4 separate regions of the Mus musculus genome follow, and all the other regions are linked to region 2. Evidence: chromatin contacts called from public ChIA-PET, Micro-C and promoter capture Hi-C data. All regions are on one chromosome and are shown on one strand. Each heading gives the region's core, a stretch centred on a gene start, on an enhancer-like site or on the middle of the called end of the contact. The rest is flanking DNA. Distances are from core to core; before and after follow the strand shown. Region 1 holds the start of Elavl3 (ELAV like RNA binding protein 3). Region 2 holds the start of Zfp599 (zinc finger protein 599). Region 3 holds the start of Rp9 (retinitis pigmentosa 9 (human)). Region 4 holds the start of 9530077C05Rik (RIKEN cDNA 9530077C05 gene).

Evidence for each region. A called contact is a pair of places that touch in the nucleus more often than the background predicts. ChIA-PET counts read pairs in DNA pulled down with a chosen protein or histone mark. Capture Hi-C pulls out chosen DNA fragments and counts their contacts.
Region 1: a contact with region 2 is called in a Micro-C map of embryonic stem cells, with 2.3 times the contacts expected there. The contact joins the promoter of Elavl3 here to the promoter of Zfp599 in region 2. A contact is called at or near these places in 1 of 484 Hi-C or Micro-C datasets (embryonic stem cells) and 1 of 9 other capture datasets (pancreatic islet).
Region 3: an RNA polymerase II ChIA-PET map of memory CD8 T cells shows a contact between it and region 2, with 18 read pairs. The contact joins the promoter of Rp9 here to the promoter of Zfp599 in region 2. A contact is called at or near these places in 4 of 39 promoter capture datasets (the C10 cell line, erythroid cells, liver and 1 more), 1 of 115 datasets of contacts at active chromatin or transcription factors (memory CD8 T cells) and 3 of 9 other capture datasets (adipose tissue, liver and pancreatic islet).
Region 4: a contact with region 2 is called in a promoter capture Hi-C map of pancreatic islet. The contact joins the promoter of 9530077C05Rik here to the promoter of Zfp599 in region 2. A contact is called at or near these places in 5 of 484 Hi-C or Micro-C datasets (the G1E-ER4 cell line, embryonic fibroblasts, embryonic stem cells and 1 more), 9 of 115 datasets of contacts at active chromatin or transcription factors (the 230-238 cell line, bone marrow-derived macrophages, embryonic stem cells and 2 more) and 3 of 9 other capture datasets (adipose tissue, liver and pancreatic islet).

What each region holds. Positions count from the first base shown.
Region 1 is chr9:22,050,656-22,053,383 of GRCm38.p6, reverse strand. It overlaps Elavl3 (ELAV like RNA binding protein 3), which reads left to right and starts at 1,361. Exons shown (of 7, transcript NM_010487.2): 1 at 1,361-1,794. The coding sequence starts at 1,786.
Region 2 is chr9:22,258,208-22,261,259 of GRCm38.p6, reverse strand. Zfp599 (zinc finger protein 599) reads left to right here and starts at 1,365. Exons shown (of 5, transcript NM_181419.3): 1 at 1,365-1,503. The coding sequence starts at 1,501. Gm39307 (predicted gene, 39307) reads right to left here and starts at 1,158. Exons shown (of 2, transcript NR_166680.1): 1 at 836-1,158.
Region 3 is chr9:22,466,952-22,469,739 of GRCm38.p6, reverse strand. Rp9 (retinitis pigmentosa 9 (human)) reads left to right here and starts at 1,384. Exons shown (of 6, transcript NM_018739.2): 1 at 1,384-1,666. The coding sequence starts at 1,539.
Region 4 is chr9:22,410,125-22,413,296 of GRCm38.p6, reverse strand. 9530077C05Rik (RIKEN cDNA 9530077C05 gene) reads right to left here and starts at 1,750. Exons shown (of 7, transcript NM_026739.3): 1 at 1,548-1,750. The coding sequence starts at 1,572.

The sequences.
Region 1 (2,728 bases), core at 112-2,611, 210 kb after region 2:
TTGTTCATTTTGCTACAAGGTCTATGTAGCCTAGGCTGGCCTGGAATTCACTACATAACTGACCCTGACTTTAAGATTCTGACCCTTTTGCCTCAGCACCCCCAGTGTTGTGATTCCAGGCTTGTTTATGTGGTGCTAGGGATCGGATCTGGGGTTTCATGGGCTAGTAACTGAACCAATCCTCAACCCATTTTTTTTTAATTTATTACTATTAGTGTGTGTGCATGTGCGTGTGTGTGTGTGTGTGTGTGTGTGTGTGTGTGTGTGTGTGTGTACCATGTAGAGTTGATTCTCTCTTTCTTTCTTTACATGGGTTCAGGGGATCACACTTCAGGTCGCTACCTAGCATGGTGGCAAATATCTTTCATTCCAACACCTGGGAGAGGCAGATGGATACCTGAGCTGGAGGCCACTCTGACCTATCAAGGACGTTCCAGGACAGTCAGTGCTACACCGAGGAACCCTGTCTCAAAAAACAAACAAACAAACATCAGATTTCCAGGCCTGTATGGCAAGAACCTTTTCTTGCTGAGCTATCTTTCCAGCTTCCTGCAGCCTTCTGTTTTGTTTTATTTTATTTTATTTATTTTTGAGAACCGGTCTTATGTAACCCAGGCTGGCTTTGAACTCTTGATCACTCTGACTATCTTCTAAAGTTAGCCTTACATCGTGCTCACCTTACTTTTGTTTTATGTTTGGTTGGTTGGTTGGTTTGGTTTGGGTTTTTTTGTTGTTGTTGTTGTTTGTTTGTTTAGATTTTCTTTTCTTTGTTCTTTAATTAAAAAAAAAAAAACCCAGGGTCTCCTAAGCAGCACGCAACAGCCTGAAGTTTGCTATGTAGCCCAGATCAGCATAAAGTGCTGTGTAGCCCATGCTAGACTCAAACTACCTTCCTGGCTCACCACACCTAGTATTCTAATATCACCAGAGGCCATGTGGAAACAAAAACTGTTCACTTCGGATCTAGCAGAACGGGTCTGGGTCTGAGTGTTTGCCCTTTCCCAGCCCTCCCAGACATCACCCATGCACCCCTGGTTGTGTTTGGGTCACCAAAGGCTGTTTTTTACCCCTTCAGAGTTAGATGCTGGACTGAAGAGGGGAACCCAATTTGTCGGCAAAGCTAAAGTAATACTCGAGAGTGGTGTCAAGACTAGAGTCAGAGTCCGCAGGCAAGAAAGAGCCAAGATCTGATGCCTCATCCTATTCTCTTTTGGCACGCAGAGTCTAGGCCCGCACTCGCTTCCACCTGCCGCGCCGTCGGGAGCCGGGAGGAGGCGGAGACCCACCGTCTCAGCCAATGAGCGACGCCGGCGCTGGCAGCTGCCTCTATAAAGGGCTGGGGGCGGCGGCAGTGCGACCCAGAGCGCGGAGCGCGCAGCGCGGGCCGGTGGGAGGGAGGGAGGGCGGGCGAGAGGAGAGGACCCATCACCCGGCACGGGACAGGCCGAACTGAGGGCCCGCCGCAGAAGGCAGAGCTGCCGAGATCTCAGTCACAGAAAGAGCGACTTCTTCAGGCCCGGCGGGGCCGCGCTCCGGGCACCCTCCACTGCGTGCCCGCTCCCTCCATCCACCTGCCGCTGGGGGTCTGGCCGTCGAAGCGCGCATCCCCAGGCTCGGGTCAGTTCCCGGCCTTCGAAGGCGCCGCCGCCTCCATCTCCTCCTCTGCAGCGGCCGCAGACGCAGACGCCCGGGCGGGACCCCGGCGTGAGCACCAGGCGCCCCCCTAGGAGTGCACGACCCCCGGAGCCGCCCTCGATACGGACCGCGCCCGCCGGGCACACAAGAATGGTCACTGTAGGTACTCCCTTGTCGCCGCGAGACGAACACGGGAGGGAGGGGCGGAGGCTGGCTCCACGGAAACGCGGGGAGTGGGGGGGTAGGACCAGGCCTAGCTAGGCCTAGGGGAGGGGGGGGGGTAGTACCGCGCCTCGGGCCTGAGAGTGGCCAGAGCTGCATCCGGAGTTTTGGGGAGTGGAGCCTGGTTCGAGAGGCTTTGGAAAGCCAGGCTGTGTACAGGGTGCCCTCAGCCACCCGGTGGTCCTTGTGGCTCCTCACTGGAAGGCTGTGGGGGAGGGGCCGCGGCGGCGGAGGATGCTTCCAGCATCCCAGGCCCAGACCCGCAGGCCGCCCAGGAGGACAAGGGCCACGATCTCCCACTGTTGGTCCGGGTAATGCCACTCGGCCTTCTCTGAGAGCTTTTTGGGGGGGAGGGGAGATGGAGAGGCGGGTGGCGTCGGATCGCGCTGCTCTAAGCCCGAGCCGCACCCGAAAGGCGGGCATCTTCGTCCTCGAACCCCGTCGACCTTGCGGCAAGCGGGGAGGGGAAGAGGAGGGGGCGCCCTGAGGCCTCGCGGCGGCCGCCGTGATCCCTTTGTTTCTCCGCCGGGCCGTAGCCTCGCGCGGGGCCTTGGGGCTGCGGGGGGGGGGGTAGTGCGGGAGGGGGGCTCCCCGTTCCCCGGCCGCTGCCTCCGGGTGAGGGCGTCCGGGGCTGCAGCAGTACTCCATAGGGCCTGCTGCACGCGCCCTCCCCGGTCAGGGCTCCGGGCCGCAGGGTGACCTTGAACGCGCCCGCAAATCGGGCCGCCTGGCCGGCGCACGGTTGCTTTCAGCAGCCTCGGAGCTGGTCAGCTCCCGAACTCACGGCCCCGCCCGACATGCCACGCCCTGTCGTGCCACGCCCATCCAGGCCCCGCCCCTAGGCCCCCTGGACCTGGCCTCAAGCGAGCCC
Region 2 (3,052 bases), core at 116-2,615:
CCTGCCTCTGCCTCCTGAGTGCTGGGCTTAAAGGCATTCACCACCACGCCTGGCTGCATTCTCTTTATCTTATTCATGTTTGTTTCAGACGTAGGCACATTCCACACAAGACTGTGATGTTAAACCAGCAAGTGCAGAAATGTAACTAGCTGGGCAGAAAATTCTCTCTCTCTCTCTCTCTCTCTCTCTCTCTCTCTCTCTCTCTCTCTCTCCCTCCCTCTCTGTCTCTCTGTCTCTGTCTCTGTCTCTCTCTCTCAACCTTCTATTAGCACATTTGATAATGGAGTTTGTAGAACTGGGGGGAAATGTCACATCATTTATAATCTAAAAAAATAAATTTGTTCACTTATAGTCTATTAACCAAGAATTATTAAGACATAAAACACTTAACATTTGACCATTTATAGTATTGAACAATGCTTTATATGCTTAAATTTTATCTGAGTTTATTTCATACTACATGAACACATACTTTTATAATCATAAAGATGACTTCTACAAAGACAGTCACAGCCAGTCTGCCTCCAGCTTAGGTTTGCAAGCCATCTTATAATAAAGACAAATTAGGTTCATTCCTATTTATGCATAAATCTGCTCAAGGATTGGACTACATCCCGACTGTACCTAAGTACAAATGGTTCTGTACTGCCTGCTCCGGGGAAAGTCAACCATGCTTTTGTTTTAAAAGTTACTGTGACCAACTTGTTACATTTATGTTCTGCTTCTGTAACTCCAACTATCTGCCTGTCAAATCCTCCATTTGTAAACTCCCTGCTTCTGAATTATAAAAGCCCTAATCTTACCCATGTCCAAATGCTGAACTCTTGAAACCTACCTTTGGGGAGAGACATCCCGTGGGCAGGAATTTTTAAAAGCTTGCTTTAATTAATTTGGCCCTGATGATCTGGTCGGTGGTCTTCTCCAGTTGTGGAAATAATAGAGGCATACACTTTTTATCCCATCACAGGGAATGCAGAGACAGGTAGATAGATCTATGTGAGTTCACAGCCAGCCTAGTCTACATAGCAAGTTCCAGAGCAGGACTACATAGAGAGATTTAAAAAAAAAAAAAAAGTAATGCTACTATTTCTCTTTATAAATACACATTAGATGATATAACCTTAAGTAGAGGTTGGCGCTGGTTTTCCTATAGGAAGCCCTGCCTTACAATACAGCCAAGAACTTGTCAATCTTTTTAAATTCACCAATGGTTGGTGACATTTAAGGTTGAGAAGGTGAGACAGGAAGCTCTGTCTCTGAAAACCGTAACGACAAATGTCCAATCAGACACACAGACAGAGAGTAGGGGCGGGCCTCAGTCTTCTGTAGTCCTGGGCTCTGACTACCTCCTGCCCCACTGTCCCACATGTTCTCCGTGTTGGATCCTGTCCAGGTGTTCCGCGCTCGCCCAGAAGTCCGGAGAGGTTCTGCCTGCCGCCGCGTGTCACATTTCCCCACTGAGAACCACAGTGAGAGCTCTGGGTGTCCCGGAATCCTGAGATGGTGAGTCTGTGGCAGGTCCAGAAGCCGAGCCCCTTTGTCCCCGGGCTGCGGGGTTGGGGCTGAGCGGGCTCCAGGAATCCTGTCCCGTCCCTGGTCCCTGCAGGGACCCGAGCCCTGCTGCAGCGCTTGCCGCAGCTCTGGCCCGGAGCCTGGGACTTGCGGGCCTGCACGGGAAACGGTAACCTGGACCCAGTCGATCGGCTCTCTGTTGTCTCTGCCCCTTGGCCACACATCTCTGTCCCCATGGTCCCCGCAGTTCAATTCCTGAGACGCTGTATCTGGAGTTTGGGGTGTTAAGTCTGGTGCCTAGACGATCCTGTCCCTGGGACCTCGGGCTCTATTCCGTTTCCCAGGATCCTGGAACCCCATCTATCTGTGGCATGAACTCGGAACCCACCCCTAGGAAGCACTTCCATTTTCTGTGTCGGCGTTGGGATTGAACTGTGTCACCGTGAACATGGATGTGAAGCCTTTTACTCTTTTGGCAGCTGGGTCTCATTGTGTTGCCCTGGTTAGCCTAGAACTCATTATGTAGACTGTGCTAGCCTTAAACTCATAGAAATCTCCCAGCTTCTGCCACTCCAGGGCTGGGATTAAAGGAGTGCTGTTTTACTTTCGTTGAGACAGGTTCTTATGTAGCTGGGAATGACCTTGGTCCTCTGTCTGATCTTCATCCTTGAGGCCATTTTCTAACTTTCAGATTTCTGTTCCTTTAGATACATCGCGGCGGTAGTGATTGCTGGGTCCTTTGGTAGTTCTATGTTTACGGCTTTAAGGAACTGGACTATAAATTTATAAAATGTTTGCACTAATTTTCATACTAAGAACAGAGTACTTTTTTTTTTTTTTTTTTTTTTTTTTTTTGAGTCAGGATTTCTCTGTGTAGCCCTGGCTGTCCTGGAACTCACTTTGTAGACCAGGCTGGCCTCGAACTCAGAAATCCGCCTGTCTCTGCCTCCCGAGTGCTGGGATTGAAGGCGAGCGCCAGCACGCCCGGCTCACACACAATTTTTATAGTTTTGTTTAGAGTTTAGGAGTCCTGCTATCTGATACATTCAATATCTGGCGTGACTCTGTTAGACTTCAAGCTGTCAACAGCCATTGAAGAGAGCACCCAAGTGGTGTCTGTGAATAGTTCCATTTTTCCAGCCCTTCCCACATACGGGTGAAGATTTTAGGTCATGGAGGTGGTTACAGGCTCTCTTCTTCTTTTGAGATCTGGGAAGATGTCCTCGTTTCCAGAGCTCTGGGCTTTTCCATATTCAATAACCGCTTTTAATACTGAAGTCCGTTGGTGCATGGGCCATCCCCTTCCAGGAAATGAAAGATATCAGTAGACCTGGAGACTTTAATTAGGGAAGCCAGGGTATAACTGTCCGTGTTGAAATCCTTTGGAACACTCTGGCCATATTTTCTGACATCTTTACATTAACAGACCTCGATGCTGAGTTTTCTTTCTCCCATGAGACAAATCAAACGTCACCTTCCATGGAACCCTGCTATGGAACACATACAGAGTAGAATGGACCCCACTTTCTGTTCCAAAAGC
Region 3 (2,788 bases), core at 135-2,634, 210 kb before region 2:
TGGAGCAGTCACCTTCATGGGAAACAGATTGTCCCCTCAAGTAATGAGGTATATGTGACTACCTTGCAAGACAATGATTGAAATAACCAATCATAACATGGTTTGACCAATATTTAATTGTTGGTAGCTGATCCCTGCCTCAAATCTTCCCCTCCTTACATCCTAAAACCTCGTGCCAGTTATCTGGAAATAGGCTGTGAAACTCATCTCTATTTTCTCAGTGTGGGCCACAGTGATTAGTATCCTTTTGTTGCCCCTCCCGCACTGGGAGTCAGGCTCTGCTTATGGCTGGTAGAATTAGCAGCAGGTGGTGCACACCTTTAATCCAGGCACTTGGGAGGAAGAGGCAGGCGGATTTCTGAGTTCGAAGCCAGCCGGGTCTACAGAGTGAGTTCCAGGACAACCAGGGCTACACCCTGACTCGAAAAACCAAAATAATAATAATAATAATAATAATAATAATAATAATAATAATAATAATAAATAAATAAAACAAGCAAACAAAAAAGATTTAGCAGCACAGACCAGATTGAACTCATAGAGAACTGCCTGCCTCTGCTGAGTACCAAAATGCCAGCCTAATACCTTTCTTTCTTTTTCTCGGTCGTTCCTCTTTGCTACCTTTGGATAAGTGTAGAGACCTAACTTGGAACGCTCCGAGTGGAGCTTCCGGCCTGAGACACCGCTTATAGGAGCAAAGGAGGAAGAGCAAGTTTTAAAAAAGGATGCTCCTCTGCAGGATACTGTGTGTCTGCTTTTATTTTTTATTTGCATCACCAAAAATCTTGGTATAAAATATTATGAATATATTGGTCTGTGTTTTTACTACGAATTCGCATAGTCTGGGAAACTGAAGATTTTATAGAGAACGTTGTTTTCTTCCCAGAATGGATGAATCCATAGGTAACAAGTAGCAGCCAAAAGGCTTTTAGTTTAGAAGGCCATACTGCTTTTGCAGAGAACCAGAGTTCGGTTCCCAGCATAGGGTGGCTCATATAGCCCACAGTTCCAATTCTAGAGAGCCATCGTCCTCTTCTGAATTCTGGGCAACTACCGAACTCCACCCCTGCACCACCACCCCAAATATATACGTAGAAATAAAATCTTTTCTCTTTTTCCTTTGTAACAGGATCTCCCCAGGTCTCTGACTTTACTAGCTTGACCTCGTACTCACAGGTCAGTGTTTCTGCCTCCTGCGTGCTGATATTAAAGACCTTTGACACCTTGCCCACCCACAAATACTTAAAACCTTCATAATATAAAAAAAAAAAAAAAATAGAAAGCAACGAGTCGCAGAAGTGGGTGTGGCCTGCAGGCGACTTGGAGCACCCGGAAGCCCTCGGGCCCCGCCCGCCTTCGCCCCGCCCCGGCCCGCCCCGCCCCTCTCAGCTAAGGTTCCCGCAGGCCTCAGGGCCGCGGGGGCCTGGCTGCACGTTCCCTGTCGGCGTTCTGCGGCACGGGCCGGTGGGACGTTGGTGGGGTTGCGCTGCGGGGAGGAAGAGGCGACTTTCCACCTTCTAAGCCCGCCTCGGGTCGCGATGTCGTCCGGGGCCGGGTCTCGGCGGCCGCGGGAGCCGCCGGAGCACGAGCTGCAGCGGCGGCGGGAGCAGAAACGGCGGCGGCACGACGCGCAGCAGCTGCAGCAGCTCAAGCACCTGGAGTCCTTGTGAGTCGGCTGGGCCGGGTGCGGGCGGTGCGGGCCGCCGCCGACGGGTGGGCGTCGCGGCCTGGCGAGCCCCCGGCTCCCTCTGCTCGAGGGCGGCGGAAGGACGCGAGGAGGGAGGCCGGCCACTGTCCCCGCCACGGCGACCGTGGCAATGGCAGTTGACGCGTCCGGAAGCCGAGCTCGGAGCCCCTGGGGGTCGAAGGACGCCAGCCTCTGTCCACTACCACGGACGGCATCGGCGGGAAGCTCAGGGTGGAAACTGCGGGAGACGCGCGGGAAGGCAGCGGACCCGCAGCCGGGCCTGAGGGTGGAGCCCGATGACCTGCGACGACTGTAGTGTAGAGTCGCATGTAGGTGAGGGAAGGTGGCGGGCCTCCCGTCCACAAACTAAACCGAGGTAAAAGTCAGAACCGGGGAGGAGAGGTTTGGGGACGCTGAGCGTGGTGAGGACAGGACATTGTAGGAGACTGTAGAAGATGTTTGTTATGCAGACATTTCGTGTGTGTGTTTGAAGACAAGTTTCCCTGTGTGTATCTTATGCAAACAAGTCTCCGTGTGTGTGTGTGTGTGTGTGTGTGTGTGTGTGGTGTGTGTGTGTGTGTGTGTGCGCGCGCGCGCGCCTGCATATTACCTCACCTGCCCGCCACCTTTGATCATTTTATCTATGCTTGACACATCACTGGCACATTGTTTGTGTGTTATTTTCTTCTTTCAGTGATGGTGTTTCAGTATGGAGTTTTCCCTCTTATATGCCCACAACCCCAGGCATCCTGTTCGTGTCTAAGACAAGGAAGGGCTCATGAGCCTCCCACCTTAGACTAGAGCGCCCTCTTAAATTAAATTTCTCTACATGTGACCTCCTTCACCTAGGAAATTTTCACACTACTGCATGAGTATGGGTATGTAAAATAGGGGATACAAGTCAAACACTTACTGATAATAAGACATAAGGAAATGTGTTTAAAGCAGTTCTTATATATGCAGTTTTACCATTGATTAAAAACAAAAGCAAAATTGAATACTAATGAGATAGATTACTTGTTTATTTTTACACAATTTAATCTTGGCTGCATATTTGAATGATGAAGGATGTAGAACATCTTCAACATTTTTCAGAATGAT
Region 4 (3,172 bases), core at 501-3,000, 150 kb before region 2:
TTTCAGTTTGGGGGAAAATAATTTTAATTGGTGTAGTTTCTAAACCCAGTGACTCACGTGGCAACAGAATCTATTGTCTTGCAGGCAATGATTTTAACTGGATGATAGGGAGAGTATTTTGCCACCCACAGGGCATTTTTGGTTGTCACAATTCTCTGTGTGTTAAAACAGTCGCTCACAATAAAGAATTAACTCCTTCAATATTAAACTGCTGTGGCTGAGAGGCCTTGTTCTATATCATAAAACGGACCGGAAGTTTTCATTACCTTTGTTAGTGTACATAAGAATGCATTTCTTTCTGGCATCTCCTGTTCGATCCTGGTCTCTAGTAAGCAAGTATCCCATCAGCCCGACTACGCAGCTGCATGCACACGGACCACTGAGTCATCCTCATATTTGCCACTCTTCTGCCAGGCTTGATGTTTTAAAGCAACGTTTTGACATTGTATTGTTTTGGGAGTTTTGTTTGTTTGTTTTTAGAGACAGGGTATCAGTGGCTGGTCTGGAACTTCTGTAGACCAGGCTGACTAAGCTCACCTGCGTCTGCCTCTGATAATGTGTTTTAAGGTGAAAGAGTTATATCTACATCAAATCACAATTTTAAAAAGCCTAATGCCAATTTAAGTGGCCTCTAAGATCTTGGCTTTTATAACTGCATGTCTCCTGTCAACATAACAGTGGAATAGTCTGTAGGTTATCGCAATCGCACAACAGTAGGTTCTGTGTTTTATAACACTGAACAGCAAACAGTGTAAAAAAATTAAGATGAGAAAGTAGTTTCACTTAAAAATAATTTAGTTTTTCAGTTTAAAAAGTTCTGCAATAACATATAATGAAAGGAGTTTCAAAGTACCATAATGAAACCTCTTACTTTGTATGCTAACTTAAAGAATGGTTTTAGCTATTGATGTCCATATCTTAGCACTGGGGAGACTGAGGCAGGAGGGTCAGGGGTTCAAAACAACTAATTTGGAAAATTGGTCTACTGGGTACTGCAATAGCCTGAAGCTAAAAGTTCTAGGCTTATTTTTGACTCTACTGTGGGAATTAGCTATTTCCCTTTATTCCGTTGTTTTGGTATCTGTCCTGCAGAAATGTTTTCATGCAGAATCAAATGCTAGGAAAATGACTCTGGAACTGTTTAATATTATTAAAGATTTAAATAGGGCTAATATGCATATCTATTCAAAAATGAAAGACAAACTTTCCAACCTTGGATCTAAACACCTGCTCTTATTAATAACATCAATTCAAAATGTTTGCTAATAAATGCAAACAAAAATACACAACATACACTGAAATGTAGAGATGTGTTTTCACAGCTGATTTTTTTTTTTTCTGAACATTCTAGAAAATATAACACCTTACTACACACCTAAAATGCTCTGGAATCGTATTGGACTCTACACTCTCTAGATTGCACAGCTCTTGCCCCTCACCTCTGCTGGGCTAGGGCTGTGCGACTGCACCTGGTCTTCCGAGTCCCAGACCCAACGGTCTCCACCCGCTGCAGCCGCGCCACTTGGGCCAGCAGTGCCTACACTCACCCGTTACGCGAATAGACTCCAGCATCGTCCCGCCAAGGCCAAGGCCAAGGCCGGCGGGCCGCACCGACGAAAACTCCCGTAAGGCAGCTCGAGACCAGATGGGGCAGGACTGGCAGCGCAAGGTGGAGGACCACGTCTTACCCAGAGGCTGGAAAGCGCTCTGGCGGTTCCACCTAGTCTCAGAGCTAAGAACCCGCCACGGTGACGTCGCTGCAACCCCGTTGCTAGGAGACGATCCTGCCTTCTTCCCGCACTCCACGCCACCAAACATGCTCGCCGCTGGAGGCGCTCCTGCGACTGACACCCTGCTCGTAGGGAGAGAAGGGAAGCGAACTACAACTCCCAGCGTGCACAACGCGGACCCGTGCAAGGAGCTGGTCCGCAGAGGCTGGGGTGTTTGTGTGGGGAGGTCGGGATCTGTATGAGGCTCAAAGGGCTTCATTTCATGATGGTAGAGGGAAATAGAAATGGTGTAATAATTCTGAGTTTTAGTTGACCAGAGCAAATTCAGACCCCTGACCTTCCAGCTAATTTACATGGTATGAAATAAATAGGGCGATTTTAGAAGAAAAAAATGGCCAGGTATGGTGGCACACTCCTGTTATCCAAACACTTGAGATGTGCAGCAAAGATGATCAGGGGTTCAAGACCATCATTGCTATATAGTGAATTTTGAGACCATCTTGACTATACAAGAATGTCTAAAAAAAAAAAAAGAATAAAATAAATAAATGCAATATTTAATTTAAAAAGGAGATCTGGAGAAATGGCTCAGCAGTTAAGAACACTGACTACTTTACAGAGGACTTGGGTTTGTTTCCTCATGGCAGCTCACAACTACATGTAACTCCACTTCGAGAGCACCCCATCCCTCTGGCTCTCCCCAGGCCCATACTCGCAAACACTCATGAAATACACACAATTTTTTTTAAACTGAATTGAAAAAGGAAACAGACTGTGGGTGTAGCTCAGATGGTGAAGGGCTCTCTTTAGCATTCAGAGACCCCTGAATTTAATCCCCAGTACTATACAAACCTGGCCTGGTGGTACACATCTCTAATTCCAGCATTCAGGAGGTAGAAGCAGGAGGATCAAGATGTTCCAATTCCTCTATAAGCTTGAAGCCACCCTATATTATATCTATATTATATTATGTATATATCTGAGGTTGCATAAAGGGGTTTTGAGAGGGAGAAGTTGATAGTGAATAATTAAATCATAAATTTACTTTAAATCTATTATTTGTATATATAGAATTTTACCATTTTAGAATATGAAAGCTAATTTCACACTGAGATGGATGTGCTTGTTTATTTTTACATAAATAATCTCAGCTGAATATTTAATAATGCAGGGCACAGAGTATCTTCAACACAGTTCTGTGCGTGTGTGTGTGTGTGTGTGTGTGTGTGTGTGTGTAAGCACTTGTATGCCTTGATTTATGTGTGGAGGTCAGAGGACAACTTGCAGGAGTCAGTTCTCTCCTTCCACCAAATGGGTTCTGGGAATGGAACTCAGGTCGTCAGCTTGGTGGTAGGTGCCTTTACTGCTGAGCCATCTCACCAGCCTGCATCTTCCACATTTTTCAGAGGTGATTTTTCTCTTTCACTTTTATAGTTGTCAAT